2 separate regions of the Sus scrofa genome follow, and region 1 is linked to region 2. Evidence: chromatin contacts called from public promoter capture Hi-C data. All regions are on one chromosome and are shown on one strand. Each heading gives the region's core, a stretch centred on a gene start, on an enhancer-like site or on the middle of the called end of the contact. The rest is flanking DNA. Distances are from core to core; before and after follow the strand shown.

Evidence for each region. Promoter capture Hi-C pulls out the DNA fragments that hold promoters and counts their contacts.
Region 1: a contact with region 2 is called in a promoter capture Hi-C map of fetal skeletal muscle, with 8 times the contacts expected there. The contact joins the promoter of EDRF1 here to the promoter of LOC110256807 in region 2. A contact is called at or near these places in 1 of 5 promoter capture datasets (fetal skeletal muscle) and 2 of 47 Hi-C or Micro-C datasets (heart right ventricle and mesenteric adipose tissue).

What each region holds. Positions count from the first base shown.
Region 1 is chr14:135,038,346-135,043,633 of Sscrofa11.1, forward strand. EDRF1 (erythroid differentiation-related factor 1) reads left to right here and starts at 3,737. Exons shown (of 25, transcript XM_005671561.3): 1 at 3,737-3,975; 2 at 5,046-5,254. The coding sequence starts at 3,868.
Region 2 is chr14:134,485,256-134,490,221 of Sscrofa11.1, forward strand. It overlaps LOC110256807, which reads left to right and starts at 3,443. Exons shown (of 1, transcript XM_021073633.1): 1 at 3,443-4,966. The coding sequence starts at 3,471. The coding sequence ends at 4,556. CTBP2 (C-terminal-binding protein 2) reads right to left here and starts at 3,550. Exons shown (of 11, transcript XM_021073631.1): 1 at 3,421-3,550.

The sequences.
Region 1 (5,288 bases), core at 2,487-4,986, 550 kb after region 2:
ATGATGAAGTAGAGCCTGGGGGTGAGGGCTGGGAGCTGGGGGAGCTGGGAAGGAAGGGAAGGCAGACACTGGAAGAACGTAAAAATGAATATAAATAAGTGCCTCAAAATGCGAAATTCTAGAAATAATGGTTCATGTTCTCCCACATATTTTAATCACACACACTAAAAACAATAACAAACCCACAGCACATGAAGGTTTTTGAAGTGGGAAAAGAAAAAAATTATGTTCAGGAGTTCCCGTCATGGCTCAGTGGTTAACGAATCCGACTAGGAACCATGAGGTTGCAGGTTCAATCCCTGCCCTTGCTCAGTGGGTTAAGGATCTGGCATTGCCGTGAGCTGTGGTGTAGGTTGCAGACGTGGCTCGGATCCCGTGTTGCTGTGGCTCTGGCATAGGCTGGCAGCTACAGCTCCTATTGGACCCCTATCCTGGGAACCTCCATATGCCACAGGAGCGGCCCTCAAAAGGCAAAAAGGCAAAAAAAAAAAAAAAAAATCATGTTCATTGCAGCGCTGTTTACAACAGTCAAGACATGGAAGCAACCTAAATGTCCATCAACAGAGAACTGGATAAAGAGGATGTGGTACATATATACAATGGAATATTACTCAGCCATAAAAAGGCGAAATAATGTCATTTGCAGCAATATGGATGAACCTAAAAATGATCACACTAAGTGAAATAAGTCAGAGAAAGACAAATACATGAGATCACAAATAGGTGGAATCTAAGGAAAAATGACACAAAAGAACTTAAAAAGCAGAAGCAGATGCAAAGATTTTGAAACCAAACTTACAGTTACCAAAGGGAAACATGAGTGGGGGAGGGATAAATTAGGGGGGTGGGATTGACATATACACACTACTACATATAAAGTAGGTAGGTGACAAGGACCGAATGTACAGGACAGGGTAACCTGCTCAATTCTGTGTAATAACCTACATGGGAAAAGAATCTGAAAAAGGATGGATGTACATATATGTAGAACGGACTGACTTTGCTGTACACCTGAAACCAACAACTTTGTAAGTCAACTATACGCCAGTCAAATTAAAAAAACTGATAAGCAGTTAGAGCTAGAAGAATGTATAACCTTGATGTAATTCAGAGGTGCCCAGTCTCTCCTGCCATCAGGGATCATCATCACTCCCTAAACCTCTCTACTCCTGCCCTGGGAGCGGCCCCAGGAAACCTGGGTCCCCCTCAGATTTCCCTCCGCAAGTAGCCCCTCGGCATCTCTGGGTCCACCAGCCTTCCGCCTGCTCTCATGGACCCCTGTGCATCTGACCTCTCCTTTTCTGCACTGACTTCTCCCTCTCTCTGGCTCATTCTTCTCTGCCTTTTCCCAGGCTGTTGCCAGCACATTTTCTCCCTAAGTACCATCCACAAAGGTTCAGGCACTTCTCAAGAGGCCTGCCAAGTTTGTAAATCCTGAGAAAAGCGTTACTGCTACCTCAGGAAATCCCCACTTACGGAGATAGAATTATATCGTAAAACAACAGAATTTTAAGATCATGAGACGCTCAATATGTATGTCTATATGTATATGTCTACAAGCTTAATAAAAGGACATTTTACCATAAAATAATGCATAATCAAAAATTTAAAACAGGGAAATAAAGCTTTAAAGGATAAATTTAAAATTGCTTCCTTTTACCCCTCGGATGTGTTTTTATGGACATTGACACAGAGATAGATATGTTGGTAAAATACAGAACTTAGTGGAGGTTTGCTTTGAATTTTTTTTTTTTTTTGTCTTTTTTTGTCTTTTGTCTTTTTGTTGTTGTTGTTGTTGCTATTTCTTGGGCCGCTCCCGCGGCATATGGAGGTTCCCAGGCTAGGGGTCGAATCGGAGCTGTAGCCACCGGCCTACGCCAGAGCCACAGCAATGCGGGATCCGAGCCGCGTCTGCAACCTACACCACAGCTCACGGCAATGCTGGAGCAATGCTGGATCGTTAACCCACTGAGCAAGGGCAGGGACCGAACCCGAAACCTCATGGTTCCTAGTCGGATTCGTCAACCACTGCGCCACGACGGGAACTCCTGAATTTTTTTTAATCACCTAACATCATGCAAAATTTTATACTACAGGTACATTTAATACACATTTTACAGTACAGGTACAATTTTTGTGAGTTTTTTGTTTCTTTAGGACTGCACCTAAAAAGACAAAAGAGTTCCTACGAAAGTTCTACAGCCACAGCAATGCCAGATCCCAGCCAGGTCTGCAACCTACACCACAGCTCATAGCAACGCTGGATCCTTAACCCACTGAGCGGGGCCAGAGATTGAACCTGCCTCCTTATGGATACTAGTGGAGTTCCTTACCGCTGAGCCACAGCAGGCACTCCCCAAAGGGTACAAATTAAATGTTCTTGAATAATCTTGAAAAACAAGTTAATGCACAAGTTAATGGTACTAAGTACTCAAAATAGACATAACCGTACATCCTAATTAGATATCCTGATATCCAAATATCCCAACGTTAGATATCTGTGTTCAACTTTTTGCTATAATGTAAAATAACGTGTTGCTTGCAAAAAAAAAGTACTGACTTCAAAAATACAAAATAATGTAAATACCAAAACGAACACGTGTCTACAAGACGTGCTATTAAATTGTTGGTAAATGCAGTTTGTAAAAATGTTTTGTTACATTTGAAAACAATTTGAGTCTGCTGTCACAAGCACTTCCAAATATGAATATAATTAGTAGTTATCAAAGCCTAATGTCTATTACAAACCGAGATAGTCAAATAACTGCAAAGGCAAAATTAATTTTAAAAAATCCTCAATATTTTACAGCAAAACAAAACAGGCATTTTTATAATGGATGTGATGGCATTTAACTACGCTTGACCTGATCTTGGCTGTGAGCTCGGAGAATAAGAGCGCCTAGTACCTTCAAAGCTTTAAGCCGTCCTTGGCTGTTTTTCTACCTCTTCGCTACTCAAAACACTGGCATCATATCCTAGGGAATCTAGGAATCTCAGGCCCCTCCCAGACTAACTGAAACAGAATCTTCAGGTCACCTGGATCCCCAGCCTTTTCCCCAGCACTTTAAGGCTGGAGAAATCCCTGGATCAATGGAATGAATGCCTTTTGCTAGTTCCCTGGGGGCCTGACAAACGGCGGGAGCACTTCCGTTGACGCTCCGCGAGTCACTAAGCGGCAAATCGCACCTTCGGTGGTGCCACCCCCTCTGAAGTCCAGCCCTTCAGCAAAGGCGGCGGGCCTCCTCGGCGCCGTCCTCTCCACGGAGCCCCGGCCCCCCGCACGCATTGTGATGCGCGGACAGGACTCCGAGTCCGGGTGAGCTGGAGTCTCGACCGCCATCACCTGGGCCTGTCTTCCCTTCCTGGGCCTGTGAGCCCGTCTGTAAACGAAGGGGACGCTGAAAGCTGGAGGGACGAGCGCTAGGACTTCACTACTTTAAAAAACGGGAGCCGCGGGTTACACCTACGGGGGCTTTTCCCCCGCCGACACAGGGAGAACCTCCGCGGCACTGCCGCGGCCTCGCGCCCAGGCCCGCAGAACTGTTTGCCAACAAAGACCCGCGTGCAAGGGGTGGAGCCTGAGAGTCAGATCACGCGGGAGGCAGTTCCCCGAACACTCTGACAGACGCAGGCGCACTACAGTTCCCGCGCCCGCCGCGAAGGTGGGCTCTGTCGGGGGAGGCCGGGCCGGGCCTCAGGCACAAAGATCGCGAGATTTGAATACGTCAGCACCACCTCTTCCTGTCAGAGGCCGGAAGTGCAGGGTGTCTCCGGCGCTTGCTTTACGGTGCTGCCGCGCCGCCGGGCCGCGGAACGTGCTGGGGCTTCTCGGCTTGAGCTTTGCCTCGCCTGCCCCGGACGGAGGTGATGGGGGACTCTAAGGAGGCCGTGGCTGAGGCTCCGCCGATTGGGGCCACTGCTCGGGACGGGCTCAGCCTCCTGTCCCAAGGAGAGACGGAGGAACCTTCTGCACAGGTGAGTCTGCCGCGGGGCGGGGCGGGACCTGCAGGGCTCGGGGGCTGCGGGCCGCTCGGCCGGGGAGGGATGTCACGGTTCCCAGCGGCTCCTGGAGCCTTTTCCACCCCTCCCGGACGGCCCCCAAAACGGAGTGGAAGTCCGAGTGCTTGTCGACAATTATTGAGGCATTTACTTGCAAGTCATTCGTGTCAGAAGCAGTCCTGGCTTCTCACTCGGTGGTAACCGACGGGTGAGTTAGACGCGATCTCTGCTGTCAGGGAGCGCGTATGTAAATATGTGGTTCCAAAATTGGCAGACTTGCAAGCTGGAGGGAGAAGGGAGCGCGCTGACCGAGACTGAGCCAGTGTTTGAAGTGTGCGGAGTGTTGGCCAGGCCACAAAGGGACAGCGTGAAAGAAGGTTGGAAGAGATATCTCAGACCCTGAGCTTTCTTGGGGGTGTGCAAGTGAAATCTGTGTCGTTTCCCCAGTGATTTGCTATGAAGTTAGACGTTCAGAGTATTTGTGCAATAAACTCATCAGGTATTAAACTCTTACTTAGAAACAGAAAAGGCCCAGGTATCTTACTGCAAGCTACTTTCCAAATGATGTATGTTATTGAAATTAAAATGCATGTTGAATAAATGTGGCATTTTGTTAACATGCTACTATTGACTCCTTGGTTTCTGTCTCTACACTTTCTATGAATCAGTTTTAAAAGTTAGTGTGAGAAAATGTATACATGTATGTGTGCCTGGGTCACCTTGCCGTGCAGTAGGAAATTGACAGAATACTGCAAACCAGCTATAATGGAAAAAATAACAATCATTTAGAAAATAAAGTGAGGTTGGTTGGCCTGCTTTTGCTAGATTGTAACCATAGTCATCACACTCCTTGGCTCATCTTTTTTGAAATGATGTGAAGAAGAGCAAAGCAAACTGTACAGTTTATGCTCACGTTTATTAAGTGCTCTTCGTGGTAGTGGCCTGTGTTCTTAGCAGCCTGATGTGGTGTCTGGTTTTCTTTTTATAAAGATGGGGTTTTCATTCTTAGTGGTGTTGATTCAAGTTCCACGTCATATGTTAATCAGGGATCAGCTTTATTTCTCGGCGGCAATGAAGTGAAGAGCCGAGCAGTGGTGAAGTACTCCTCTGCCCCGCCTCGGACGGCATTTGCGCGCCTGGAAGAGAAGACAGACTTGAAACTCCCACCTGCCAACTGGCTCCGAGAGAGTGCCAAACTCGGACCGGCAGGAACTACCATTCTTGGCAATAGTAAGAAAAGCAAGCCATTTTCAAGGTAAATATTAACTGATGGCATTTTCACCTGTCCC
Region 2 (4,966 bases), core at 2,193-4,692:
CTTAGCTTTTTATCTTCCCAAACACGAAAAAGATTTAAACCCAAAAGCACCCTGTCCGGTCCAAAGCAAGCTCCAAAACCAAGATTTTTTATTTCCCTCTAATAGCTGCTTTCTACCAGGACAAACTGGGGTCCTCTACCCCTCAGGCACAGAAAACCAATCAATGCCATAAATTCTCTGCCTTCACTCTGTACAGGGGACAGAGTGGGGGAGGGGGTGACCCTACACCAACACTTACACTAAACCCCTCAATGCTCTACAGAAATATGCTGGCTTATTTCCTTTGTTTGGTCCTGTTATACTTGATCAAGTGTGAACGATTAAACTGGTTTCATTAAAGGCAAGTGCATTCACGGCTAACATTCAACTTCGATGGCAAATGGAAGCCTATTCTGCAAGGAGGGCCTGCTTTTTTGCTTGAAATCTACCCTCTCGTTAACTTTTCTTTGGGGGGCAATAAAAAGGGGTTTTGACCGGAGCGGTGGCAGCAGCTCAGAGATCTGATGCTAGACAAAAGGATATTTAGTGTTTCAACTCTGGGATACAGACCCTCGTACTTGAAAAAGAGAAAAGAAATGCTGTTTCAATATTAAAGCCTGTTTGACTGAAACTGTTTAATGAGCATTTTGAATATTACTTTATAATTGCTCTAAGAAGTACTCTTTGAAATCAAATTATGAAAACAAGATCCTTTAAGCTCCCATTACTCCAACATGTAAAAAATGTTATTCAAAAAATCAAAACAGTGGAATACTCCGAAGTACATGAAATCTACCAAGTTCTACTTTGAGAACCCTAGAGGCAGAACAGCAGTCTTAGGTACAGAACAAGAGGTAAATTTTAGACTGTCTTTGAACCCAAGCACCCAGCAAAGAAGAGTGTCTTCTTTGAAAGAGTAGTACGGAGAATTTGATACATAGTTCGCCAAAGTCGGGAGGCAGAATCACTTAGTAAACTAACCAAAATAAACGTCCCCGCCAAATTATCCATGTCAGATAAAAATATACCAGTCTCTACAATATCCAACAGAATTGCAAATAAGGCACTTAGCATTTTAAATTCCCAATGCATATTTATAGAATTCTCTTGTCTACCCTTCGAGCCATTCACATCTGACTCTAAGAACTTAACCCGATCCTCCAGTCTTTAAAGAGGGGAAAAATCCAGAATGATCTGTTTACCCCGGATAGGGCAAGTGAGCCCTGCTTCACGACGTAGGCCACTGCCAGCCGCCTCCACCGCAAGGTCGCAGAACAAGCGGGGATTTCTACCAAAAATTCCTCCTTTCCCCCGTCAAATACTAAACAAGGGGACCCCTGGAGCCAACTGCTGCTTGGGCCGCCTCGGGAAAAAGTATTCGGGGGCTGGAAGCACCACACGCACTCTCGCGCACACGCACACAGTGTCCGTGACCATCGGCGGCGGCGGCAAGCGAGCCACCGGAGGGAGTGTGTGCGCGTGTGTGTGTCTCGCTGCGGCCAGCGGTGACCGCGCCGAGCTCCCGGGCCCGCGGCCTCCCAGCACCAGGGAGCTGCGTGGGCTGCGCACGACCGGCCACGCCGCGGGCCTCCCGCTGGTGAAAGATCTCTGCGCGCCTCGGCTCCCGGGCGCCTCTGCCCAACTTGCCCCGGGGCGTTGGGAAGAGCGCGAGGGAGAGAAAGAAAGGCGCTTCCCTCTGGTCGCTCGGGTCCGTCCGGCGCCGCGGAGGACAAGGAGGAAGAGGCGACCGCGGCCGCCCGGCTGTCGCTGCGCCGCGCCGAGTTACCGCGGCCCGGGGCGCGCCCCCGCCAGCCCCTCCTGCGAAACTTTTTCTTTTTGGATCGCCCCACCCGAAAAGTGCGGCCAGGGCGGGGGAGGCCGGCGGGCCGGGTTCGCGGCGGCGGCGGCGGCGGCGGCGGCGGCGGCGGCGGCAGCGGCGGCGGGCGAGGAGGAAGTGGTGCTGGCGGGAGCGCGGCCGGGCAGAGGAAATGCCCAGCCAGCCCGGCCCCCGCCCGCGCCCGCGCCCGCCGCCCGGCTCGCCCCGGGCCCCCGCCCCGCTGCGACTTTGGCGGGCCGAGCCCGGCGCGGCAGTGGTGGTGGCGGCGGCAGATGTGGCCCGGCTGCCCGGAGAAGCCAACAATGCGGGGCCGGCAAAACAAAAGGGTTCCACTTCGCCTCCTTTCCCGTCTTTCACTTGCGCTCCCGGGGCGCCGCGCGGGATCCCCTGCCGGCAGGGGCCGCTCCCCTGGGGGCCCCGAGCCGAGCGCGCCCCGGTTTCCCAGTGGACCCTCAGCTCCCCTCCCCCGCCCCCGCCCCGCAGGCGAAAGGCCCGGCGCGCTCGGACTCCCGGTCCCGAGGGATCCGGGTGTATTGTCCCCGCGGCGTGCCGCGCGCTCGGCCTGGGTCGCTGGCAGCCCCCGCGCGCGCACCCACCGGCCTCGGGGAATGGGAGCCGGGGGCACCTAGGAAACCGTCGCCGAGACGCCGCCGCCGCCGCTGCCCTCCGGACGCCGCCGCACTCGGGGTTTCTTTTTTTTTTTTTTTTTTTTTTTTTTTCCCAATCCTGATGGGAAGGAAGGTGACCGCCTACTTCGCATTCATCAACTCTCATCACAACAACAAAAATCCTGGCGCAAACGGCGGCCAGCGGGCGCGATCCGCGGTGGCGGGGGGGGGGGGCGCGGGCAAGGACCCCCAGGCCGGCGCCCACCCCCAAGCGCCGAGCAGGGACACCGGGCCGGGGGCGCAGACCAAAGATGTCCTCGGATGCCGGCTCCGTGTCCTTCGCCCTCCTCCTCCTCCCCCAGTGGCGCAGTGAGGCGCGGGCGCGGCGCCCCCAGCCCGTGGCCGCAGGTGAGGCGGGGGCGGGGGCGGCGGCGGCCCCAGCCCTCCCCCGGGGCCCCCCTTACCTCGTCCTGGGCCGCCGGCGTCCAAGGCGAAGGGCGCCCACCCGGGAGGCGGCGGCGGCGGCGGCGGCGGCGGCGGCAGCGGCGGCGGCTCCCGCCCCTCCCACCCCACCCGGCGGCGGTGGCGGTGGCGGCGGCTGTGCGGCCCCCCCCTCAGCGCGGCATGGCTCCCGGCTCCGTCCCTCGCTCCTTGGGCCGCCGCCGGCTCTTCTGGGCCGCTCCCGGGCCACCTTAAAATGACACACGCACACAGGGACACACACACAAAAACTTAATCTCTCCAGCTCCCCGCCCCTCCCCCTACTGCCCTTCCCTCTCCTCCCCCTTCTCTCCCCTCCCCACCCTATCCCTCCCCTTCCCTTCCTCCTCCTCCCCTCACCGCCGAGCCTCTTCCTACTTCCCCACCCACCCCACCCCCTTCCTCCGCCCACCCGGCTCCCGATCCTCCCCAGCTCCGTCCCGGCCCCACGCCCGCCGGCCGGGAGGGGGCTGCGCTGGGGGTCCCCGGCCCGCCCTCGCCCCGCGCTTCGCTCACCCCCAAGAGGATGCTAATTCCAACTTGGATCGGGGGAGGGAGCGTCCTGGATGCCGAGCGCCTCCCGGCTATTTGCTCTTCTTTATTTGTTTTCTCCTCCGGGGAAGGAGGAGGAAAACGGAGAGAAAAGGAAAGGGAAAGAAGCGACGCCGACTGCGTCTCCCGGTGGCCGCTGGCTGCGCAGGAGCGAGGCGGGAGGCGAGGTGAGGGTCGCCGCCCGCTCACTCCTCGCTCCTTTTTTTTTTTTTTTTTTTTTTTTTTTTTCTCCTTTTTTCTTTTTTTTTTTTGGGCAAAGGCGGGGTCTCTCTTTGCAAACCAATGACACAACCCCACATGGGCCGGCCTCGCCCCCTACGGATACTCTTCACTACAAATCGGCTCTCTCGGGGATTAGTGGCTCCGCGAAAGTGCACACAGGCGCGGCGGGCGGGCGAGGGGGCCGGGCGCGGCGGGCACTCCCCGGCCAGGCCCCGCCCGGGAGGCCCTCGCGTAACGCTGGGGCCCTGGCGGCAGGGGTGGGGGTCCAGCGGCGGCGGCGGCCAGGAGTCCGGCCCTGCCTTCGCCCTCCTTCCTCCTCCGCCCCTTCCACGTGGGGCCCCGGGCGGCCGGCCACGTGGGGGGACGCGAGCCCGGGCGGACCGCGGCGCGGCGCCCCGAGGCGGCCCTGGCTCCTTCGGGCCCCCGCCGGGCCCACGGCGCCGACGACCTGCCCCCTTCCCGGCCCCACGGCTCCAACTTCCTCCCGGGCCCCCGCGCCGGCTGCCTGTGCCTTCTCAAGGCCCGCGGGGTCAGGCGCAGGCCGGCCACAGGGGGCACTTGCGCTCCCCAAATCCGGATCCGGGAGACGGTGCCCGCGCCTGGCCCGAGGGGCGGCGATAGCTGTGGGTGCGCGCAGAGGGAGCCCTGTGTGCTGGAACTTGCAGCGGTTGCGTTCCCTACAAGAAGCAAAAACATTTTTTACACATCAAAAAAAAAAAATGTTCCTTCCTGTTGCTTGGATCTCGCCGGGGCTATTTTTAAAGCCTCGCCTTGGGTGGGAGCTCCGGGCCTCGCGGGACGGAGGCGCTCTGCGGCCGCAGCGGCTCCAGAGAATCAAGGACCTGGGCTCGCGCGCCGCCCCAACGCGCCGAGGTTAGTGTCTGAACACCAGGATCCAGGCCGAGCGCCGGCCGCACCTAGACGAAATTGCACGCCCGTGACCCGCGGTGTGGGAGCCCAGTTTGCGGAAAGGAGTCAGCGGCTGCGGGCTGGGAGGGCTCTTTTGCCTGCGCCCCAGAGCCCCCCAAACTCATCTCACGTCTCTGAGATCGGCCGCGCGTCCTGCAAGAGCCCCTCTTGGGCTGAATGGAGCCCTTAGTCTCGATCTGTTTAAAAACCATATTGAGATGTTAGGAACTGGATTGAGACGTTGAGCAGCAAAGGCGTGGGAAGGGGTGTGTGAGGTCTGGCCTCTGCAGGCCGCAGGGACTGCCATGCCCGGATCTGAGTGGCGGAGTTGAGCCTCCCACGTACCCGGAGTGCACCACACCCTACCAACCGGAGGAAA